2 separate regions of the Sus scrofa genome follow, and region 1 is linked to region 2. Evidence: chromatin contacts called from public HiChIP or PLAC-seq data. All regions are on one chromosome and are shown on one strand. Each heading gives the region's core, a stretch centred on a gene start, on an enhancer-like site or on the middle of the called end of the contact. The rest is flanking DNA. Distances are from core to core; before and after follow the strand shown. Region 1 has its middle 65 kb from the start of HTR5A. Region 2 has its middle 31 kb from the start of INSIG1.

Evidence for each region. HiChIP or PLAC-seq counts read pairs in DNA pulled down with a chosen protein or histone mark.
Region 1: an H3K27ac HiChIP or PLAC-seq map of alveolar macrophages shows a contact between it and region 2. The contact joins two enhancer-like sites. A contact is called at or near these places in 3 of 5 promoter capture datasets (fetal liver, fetal skeletal muscle and liver), 28 of 47 Hi-C or Micro-C datasets (adipose tissue, alveolar macrophages, blood and 14 more) and 2 of 2 datasets of contacts at active chromatin or transcription factors (alveolar macrophages and skeletal muscle).

What each region holds. Positions count from the first base shown.
Region 1 is chr18:2,966,598-2,971,142 of Sscrofa11.1, reverse strand. No RefSeq gene overlaps it. Among named protein-coding and RNA genes, the nearest start is that of HTR5A, 65 kb to the left of the region's middle. Within about 2 kb of position 2,047, at least 3 of the 83 cell types and tissues checked have an H3K27ac peak or open chromatin away from gene starts, as enhancers often do. A contact at or near this core is called in alveolar macrophages, liver and retroperitoneal adipose tissue, where this site is marked.
Region 2 is chr18:2,865,358-2,869,830 of Sscrofa11.1, reverse strand. No RefSeq gene overlaps it. Among named protein-coding and RNA genes, the nearest start is that of INSIG1, 31 kb to the left of the region's middle. Within about 2 kb of position 2,245, at least 11 of the 83 cell types and tissues checked have an H3K27ac peak or open chromatin away from gene starts, as enhancers often do. A contact at or near this core is called in alveolar macrophages, liver and retroperitoneal adipose tissue, where this site is marked.

The DNA of each region.
Region 1 (4,545 bases), core at 798-3,297, 100 kb before region 2:
TGCAGCCTCAGAAGGCACCTGGTCCTGCTGCTGGGGGAAGGAGCCCTGCCTGGGAGATCTATCCATCTATCCATCTATCTAGAGAGACAGTGAGACAGAGGGATGGAGAGTCAGAGACAGAGAGAGAAATTTGTCTTAAGGAATTGGCTCTGGTGACTGTGGCGCTGGCAAGTCTGAAATCTGCAGGGCAGGCTGGCAGGGTGGCAGGCTAGATCCAGGGAAGAGCTGGTGCTGCAACCAGGGCTGAAGGCTGTCTGGAGGCAGAGGTCTCCCTTCCTCAGGGACTCCAGTCTTTTTCTCTTAAGGCCTTCAACTGATTGGGCGAGGCCCACCTCGCTATGCAGGGCAGTCTGCTTCCCTCAAAATCTGTTGATTTAAATGGTAATCTCGTCTAAAATATACCTTGATAGAAACATTTGGACTGGTGTTTAGCTCACTATCTGGGTGTGGCGCCCCAACCAGGCCGACACGTCAAATTCACCATCCAACCATCCTGACATCCAGGAAATCAAGGACGCACCCTCGATGCCTCGGGCCGTAGGTGAGTCCTTTCTGGTTGGCTGCTGCTTCCTGCCAGGCATCCTTATCAGTGTTTGGAGTGTCAGCCAGGCTCAGGGTCCCCAGGGGACATCCTCGGGGACATGGCCGCCCTGCTCTGCCTTTCTGAGTTCTGAACCAGCTCCCGTGCTGGTTTTTCTCTCTCCTCATATTTGCTCCCGACCGGGGGAAAGCGAGGGAGCCGAGCATCACGATACCCCTCAGCAGGCCAGGAGGAGTGACACGTGGTCGCTGAAGCAGGGTCAACAGCAGAACCAGCAGCGTGGGCCCCAAGCCAGCACTGGGCAGGCCGGTGGTCCCCAAGCAGGGCAACTGTGTGCCCCTGGGGACATTTGGGTTGTCCAGGCTGGAGGAGGGAGGATGCTGCTGGCATGTGGAGGGCAGAGACCAGCCAGCTAAGGGGGCCGCCAATGACCTCCAACAGCAGGAGCCAGGGCTTACCTGCTATTAACACAGCTAATTGCACCATCCCAGGAGCAGACACCACCATCAGACCTTAATTAACCTAAATTAACCTCCAGGCCGCACCCCCTGGTGATGGGCATGAGCTGGGCAGACAGGCTGGCAGGGTGGTGCCGAAGGCGCCAGAATCAATGAGGCCACTTGGGAAAGGCTGAATAATTGCAACCCACATGGGAATAATCAGCTCAGGTAAGTGATGGCTGTCAACCCGGATGGAAGGCTCCATTCCCTGAAGTTCTGTCCTGGGCCCTAAAGGGGCCAGAATTTCATCAGTGACCAAAGATTCAGGAGCCAAGTTAATGAAATCACCAAATTGGACAAAGCTTGGAGAGACGCCCCAAATAGACAAAGCCCATTGAAGGGACATCTACAGGGATGCATGCACAATTCTGCGTTGGGGCACAGGACACCCAGGCTCCCAGGGTAGCTTTTCTGACTCCATGAAGTGGCCAAAGCAGCAGAAAGTCCAAGTGGGAACGCAGGCGCGGCTGTGTGCAGAGCACGCGATGGGGCCCCAGCGACACTTCGCATGGCCTTCCGCCTGCACTAGCCTGTCTGATCCAGCCTGAAAGCTGCGGGCAAGGGGCCCCAGAGACGTTCTTAGACGCATTCTACAGGCGGGGCTCAGGGAAGCCACATGACTGTCTGGTCCTAGCAGACTGGGTTTGGAAACCAGGCGTTTTCCCTAAATCCCGCATCCTTCGGGCTTTGGCCAGAGGGGATTGACAGGAGGGGCTGAGATTGAAGACAGCCCCCCACCCCCCGCCACCCAGTGCCCTGGGCCGGCCCTGCAGAGTTTCCTACAAAGTGAAAATCCTTTAGGGGTCCAGACAAAAGATAAAGGAAAAAAAATCAGATGGCGTCACCTCAACAGACCTCCCCGCCTCCCGCCATGCCAACAGTCCCGCCAGCACTGCTGCTCCGGCTGATGCTGGAGGAAACCCCACCAGGGGTGAAGGCCGAGAGGTTGGGGGGCCCCGAGGGCCAGGGTGGAGGCTGGCTGCTACCATCAGGGAGCAAAGCCAACTCTGTGGTTGTAGTCAGAGACGCAGCCAAAATTCACCCAGGCGTTTACAAGGAGAAAAGTCAAAGTCTAGCCAAAGACAGACAGACAGACAGACTGACAGACAGACAGACAGACAGACACACACACACACACACACACACACACACACACACACGGCTGAGGTTTCAGTCTTAATAGGAGACAAGGTCGTTTTTCAGCCAAAACACATAAAATGAAGGAAAGCAAAGGCATACTGAGCCCTTTAGCCTTATGCTTTATAATAAAGTTTGTGGTAGTTGTGAACATTAAATATTAATACATTGTTTTGTAAAATGTTCAAAAAGCAGAAAGTACAGAAATACAAGGCAAATAGGCAGACATGCATGATTCATAGGAGATGTTTGTTCCCTCTTTGGCCATGTTCCCCTTTTCCTGGTTCCTTTGAGTAATTTTTTTTTTTTAATTTGGCCACGGTGTGCAGCAGCTTCTCGGGGGATCTTAGTTTCCAGACCAGGGATCGAACCCAGGAGGCAGCGGCGAAAGCACCGAATCCTAACCACCAGACCACCAGGGAACAGCCTCCTTTGAGTCATTTAAGTTTTCTTTCTTTTTTTTTTTTTTTTTTTTTTTTTTTTAGTATTCCATTTTAAATGATCTTTCGTCTTTTGGGGCTCTGTCTTTTTGCGTTATTAGCGGTTGCTCCCAGGATTACAACATGCTTGCCGACCACGTCACGGCCTGCGTACAGCTAATATTTTACCATCTAACTTCAGAAGCCTCTCAACTGTATTGGTGTCTTTATCCTGTCCTGTTACCTTACAGCCGTCACATGCGTCACATCTCCATAGTTAATCAACCAGATGCCAGAATCCTTGCTTTCAACTGCCACACGTATTTTAAAGAAGTTAAGGGGAGAAAAAGGGTCTATGATGGTTTTCCAGGCTTTACCGTTTCCGTTGCTTTAGCTTCATTCACAAAACTTAGCCGAGTTATAAACCATAAAAGGATTTCTGTTAATTTCAAAATGGAGAGATAATGAAGAAAATATTTTTGATCATAGTGAAATAAAACTAGAGGTTGATAAAATCACAAAACTGAAAAAGGCCTGCACCTAGGCATTTTATACTTCCCTGTTAAACAACTTTTGCATCAGAGGGAAACGAAGAGAAATTACAGAATTTTTGGCATTCCCATTGTGGTTCATGTGGAAATGAACCAGACTAGCATCCATAAGGACCCAGGTTCGATCCCTGGCCCTGCTCAGGGGGTTAAGGATCCAGCGTTGCCATGAGCTGTGGTGTAGGTCGCAGACACAGCTCGGATCCTGCGTGGCTGTGGCTGTGGTAGAGGCAGGCAGCTGCGGCTCCGATTCAAACCCTAGGCTGCAAACTTCCATATGCTGCAGGGATGGCCGGAAGGAAGGAAGGAAGGAAGTATAGAGGGAGAGAGGGAAGAAAGGAAGGGAAGGAAGACGGAAAGAAAGAAATTACAGGATTTCTGGGAAACAATAATAATGAAAATACAAGATCGAATTTATGGAATGTAAATAAAGCATGTTTAGAGAATTAAATATTTACATTGGTAAAGCAGGAATTACGTGAATTTACCATCTCACTCAAAAAACTGGAAAAAGAGCAATAAAATACACTGAAGCAAAGAAGAAAAAAGGATCCATAAGGATAAGAGGAAAAAAAATGAGTTATACAGTGGAATTGCAGCTGGATTTATGACCAAATTTTTTAATTTTTAAAAATTAAATCGATTGTTTAGCTGGTTAATTCCTAATCAAAGAAAAAGAGAACATTTAAAAACACAAAAAAAGAAAGGTGCTATAACCCGAGGCTCTGTGCCAAGTGCTTCCCCCAGACCAGCGCGCGAGGGGAGTCTTGCAACAGTCCCGTGACGGCAGCGGTCGTGCGATTACTCTCATGTTTGGACCCATTCACAGTCAGCCACAGAGGCTCCAGGAGTTGGTATGACTCAGGTGTGTCAGCAGCCCCAGCACCGGGTGGAGCTGGAACCCCTGCCCCTGGCAGGCGCCGTGACACCATAACGCCGTGACACCGGGATGCCATGACGCGGGGATGCCAGGATGCCGGGATGCCCTGACGCCCCGACACCGGGCGGTCGGGACACCGGGACACCGGGATGCTGGTCCCTGCCCTGATGGTGCCGGGGGCGGGGGTGCCGCAGCGGATGCAGACCGTTTGGGTGTCGCGTCGACCCCGCCCTTAGTGAGATCAGCGTGGTGGTCCCTACCCTCTGGGACCTGGTTCACCTTCATCTGAGAAGCCCCAGGAGGAAGCCACCAGCTCGTCCTGCGTGGCACCAGCTACACAGCCCTGCTTCTTGCTCCTGACACGGGGGAGGCCAGAAAGGACGTGCTAGCTAATATTCCCAGTCCGGTTTTCACTTGGGTGCTGGAGCTGCAGAAGAGGAAACTCTGGTCCAGAAACAAATTAAGTAGACGAAGCCCCCTTTTCCATTTATTTTTTAAAAAATAAATTTTAATGGGGTAT
Region 2 (4,473 bases), core at 996-3,495:
AGCCCAACCGTGCAGAGTCCCCTGAGGTTCCCGACAGGGACAGGGACCCACCGCCCTTCCTGCTGCCTGTCCATCTTCAGTCCCTGGCAGGTGGTACTCTCTCACCAGCACTTAGCCGCTCATTGTTGTTGCTGTTGTTGTTTCTGGCCACGCCCACAGCATGCAGACGTTCCCAGGTCGGGGACTGAACCCAAGCCACACCTGTAACCAGAGCCACAGCCGTGACAACGCCAGATCCTTAACCCTCTGAGCCATGAGGGAACTCCTTTACTGTTTTTTTAAATTGTCATCGAGTGTATATAACACAAAAGCCACCATCCTAACCTACCTTGAAGGGCACAGTTTAGGGGAACTTGACACTTGGGTACTGTTGTGCAACCACCACCACTTTCCACGTCCAGAACTTCCCTTCCCAAACTGAACCTCTGTCCCCATTAAGCAGTAACTTCCCGCCGCTCCTCCCCAGCCCCTGGCACCCACCATTCTCCCTTCTGTGTCTGTGACTTCGACTAGGAACCTCATATACGTGGGATCAGACAGTATTTGTCCCTCTGTGTCTGCTTATTCCATGGAGCACAGTGTCCTCGGGTTCAGCCATGCGGTGGCCGGTGTCAGGATTTCCTTCCTTTTCAGGGCTGCGTAACATTCCAGCATGGGCTGGGTCACACGTATCTCACCAGTACTTCTAGGTTCTGCCTGTCCAGCAGCCTGTGAATGTGTTCAGGTCTCTTCCATTCCTCCACACACACAAGTCCACAAAACAGTAAAAACAAAAGCCCAAGACAGGTGAGTCATTCGCGAGGGCTGTGGGAACAAAGCACCACAGACTGGGCAGCTTAAGCAACAGAAACGGGAAGTCTCCGGGTTCTGGAGGCCGGAAGTCTGAGGTCAAGGCGTGGGCAGGGTGGGTTCCTCCCGAAGGCTCTCTCAAGGCTCACAGACGGCCATCTCGTCTCCACCCGGGGTCTCCCTGCGTGTGTGCCCGTGTCCAAACCTCCCCTTTACAGGAGGACACCGGGAGAGACCCCCGCGTCTTTGCTTCCCTGCCGCGCCCTCACGACCACCCCCAAAGCCAATGGTAAAGACTGGGTCATTAAGTGCGTGAGGGCCACCCCAGCAACCTCACCGTGCCTCTGCCGCCTCGGTACACACCGTCTCTCCAAGTCGGGTCTCCTTCCGAGCTGCGGAGGTTGGACTTGCACGGTGAACGTGGAGGGTCGGGACTGGAAGTCCCCCCACCCCACCCCACGTCGGTCAGCTCTCTTCCTTCCCCGCAAGTTCACTTGTGTCGTTATGTTTATTTGTAACGTGTCTTTATTTATTTATTTATTTATTTATTTATTTATTTAGTCTTTTCTAGGGCCACACCCGCGGCATATGGAGGTTCCCAGACTAGGGGTCCAATCAGAGCTGTAGCTAGCTGCTGGCCTTCACCACAGCTCACAGCAACGCCGGATCCTTAACCCATGGAGCAAGACCAGGGATCGAACCTGCAACCTCATGGTTCCTAGGCGGACTTGTTACCCCCTGCGCCAGGATGGGAACTCCTCCCCCATGTCTGTAAACATCTTTGTCTCTGAACAGGCAGATTCTAGCACGAATGCAAGTGCACGGCTTACATGGATGTCCATTTCCAGCCGTCTCTCTCCTGTGGTCTCTGCTTTACTTCGTGCAGGTCCTTTGCGTCCGGTCTGCTGCCCTGTTACGCAGACTCTGGGTCCCCAGATTTGTTCATCGAACCCCCACACCCCGTGTGGTTGCATCTGGAGACAGGCCTCTCCGGAAGTAACGAGGGTTAAGTGAGGTCATGAGGGGGCCCCCGGCCCTGGAGGATCGCCAGGATCGGCCCTCCCCAGGACCCAACGCAGCCAGCACCCCAACCTCGGACCCAGGACTGACGAGTGCCGGTTGTCTAGCCTGTCTGTGGCACAGCGACGGCCCCGAGAAGCTCACATGGGCTCCACCTGCTCATATAAGACCGGAGTCGTGTTCAAGGTCCCCACTGAGGCCCCCCTCATCTTTGCTTCCCTACCGCACCCTCTCGGTCACCCCCAATTCCGTGTGGCAACGATTGCGTCCTTAAATCACATGCCTTCTCTCTCAGAGAACATTCAACTTCCGCTTTCAGTGTCCACACTTTCCCAGGGTGACTCTCTTATCTTTGAACAATGGTTCCAGTCCAGGCCTGTACTGGTCACCCACTCAGCCATCACGGGGTCCGCTCCTTGCATAACTCTGCTGCCAAGGGCAACACCCCATCTCTCTCCCCTCACCCCAGCCTGGCACAGGGCAGGTGCCTGCAGGTATGCGTGGGGTGATGGCGGGTGGAATCCAGGAAGCACGAGGAAAGGGGCAGATCAGGTGTCCCAGAGCCAAGGGGAGAGGCAGCTGCACAGGGGACGGGCCTGGAGGGTGGCCTGAGCTCGCCTGGCCCGGGGGGGCCCACTCCAGGCAGTCCCTCAGGACCCGGGCTCCCCAGCCTCAGCTCTGGACACCTGTTAGCTGTGGGCTGTGCTGGAACCCACAGTGTTGGCAGCATCCTGGCCTCTCCCCGTGAAAAACATCCCCAGATGTTCCCAACATCCGTGGGGGCAAAGTCTCCAGGACTGAAGCCCAGGGCCCTGACCTCATTCACCTGTCCACCTGGACAACCAAGCCCACAGCCAGTGCCCTAACCCTAACCCCCTAACCCTAACCCTAGGCCTCACGACCTGGCCCCCCTCACACACTGGGGAAGCGAGGGGGAGCCTGCCTGACCAGGGACTCCTCAGACCCAGGGTTCCAGAAAGATCTGCCCTTCTCCTGATGACACATGTGATTCTTTGGTGACTCAGGACCCACCGCCTGAACACCACTTCCCACTGCCGTGGCTTCTGAAGCGCGCCCACTACTGGCAGGTTCGTTTTCCATCAGAGTGTCCTGTGCAACACCAGGTGGCTGCGTTCAAGGAGAAGAGGCTCCTGTGCAACAGTCCCTCTCCATTCATGCCCCTGCACCCCATCTAGAACCAGGCCACCCCCCTGCAGACACGCACCCACATGGGAAGAAAGGGACTTCATCCCGGGACAGGCCTGGGTTTCCCGCGCCCCCTGGTGGCCACTGCAGCACCTGCATCCTCCCCCAGCCCACTCCCTCCTAAGAGATCAAATGAGGGCTCGACGTGGGTTTATATATATCTATAGATATAGATATATATAAGATGATTTTTTTTCATTATAGCTAGTTTACAGTGTTCTGTCAATTTCCTACCATGCAGCATGATGACCCAGTTACACATACATGTATACATTCTTTTTTCTCACATTATCATGCTCCATTATAAGTGACTAGATATAGTTGCTAGTTCTACACAGCAGAGCTAGATATTTTTTAAAAAGCAAATCTCCATGGAAATTTGATGCTGGAAAAAAAAAATGCTGTATGTAATCTATTTCTTAAGCTGCATGTAACGGGAGGTTACGGACGACTGAGGCTGAGGGCCTTTTTTCCAGATTGCTGAAAACGAAAGTCTGAGAACAGGATGACACGTACGTGACCAAAACGTAAACCACCAGAAGATTGAGATAAGAGTGCAGTAGAAAGAGCCACGGGATCCACCCAGGCCCCATCCGCGGCCACCTTACACTCTGCTGGTTTTTAACCAGTGGCCGCCTCGCCTTGTAAACTCCCTCTGGTGGGTTTCTGGGGACTGCAGGATCGCCGGGCACCCCCTGCGTCCCAGGAGGAAAGTGGGTACTCTCCTAGGCTCCCAGTTGCGGGCTCGACCTGGAGGAACCAACGCAGTGGGCACTGTCAGGATTCGGGTACGATGGGAAGGGGCACCAGGCACCAGCCGGGGGTGCACACCTGGCTTCAGGGGTCCGGCTGGCAAATCCGTCTGCTGACCTGGGGGGAAACGGGCTTGCATTAATTCCAGCTGCCGCGGCCTGCAGGCGGATCCACGACCATCTGAAGCCAGCAAGGTAGGAACGTTCGCCCCTGGGGCCCAGGTAAAAATGCTAACAGATGCTGCAGCCTCTGCCAGAACGAATTTTAAATGAATCTCTCTGGTTGCAAGCACATTAAAGAAGAAAAACACACTTCTTTCTCATTCGTGGGGGCAAACAGCTGGAACTCATATCAGTAAGGGGAAAACATGGAGAAAAGGCTGGCGATTCGGGCACCGGAGGAAAACGCTGCTGCCTGCCTGTCCCTCCGGACTCCAGGTTGGCTTTCCTCTCACGTCGCCGCTGTGTCACTGCACAGCTCTGCCCTCTGCAGCCAAGGACAGACCGCGCTCGTCTGGAGGAGTGATGGAGCCCAGCTGAGCCCAGCACGAAAGGGTGGCTCCTCACCGTTTGAGGGCCGTGGGCGCCACGGAGAACAGGAAGAGCACTCTGGGGAAAGGTGCCGGGCCCCCAAAGCTGCCACAGGCCCCCAGGCCACGGAGGCCAGCCTGAGGCCTCTGCAAGCCACGTCGCCATAGGCAGCCCT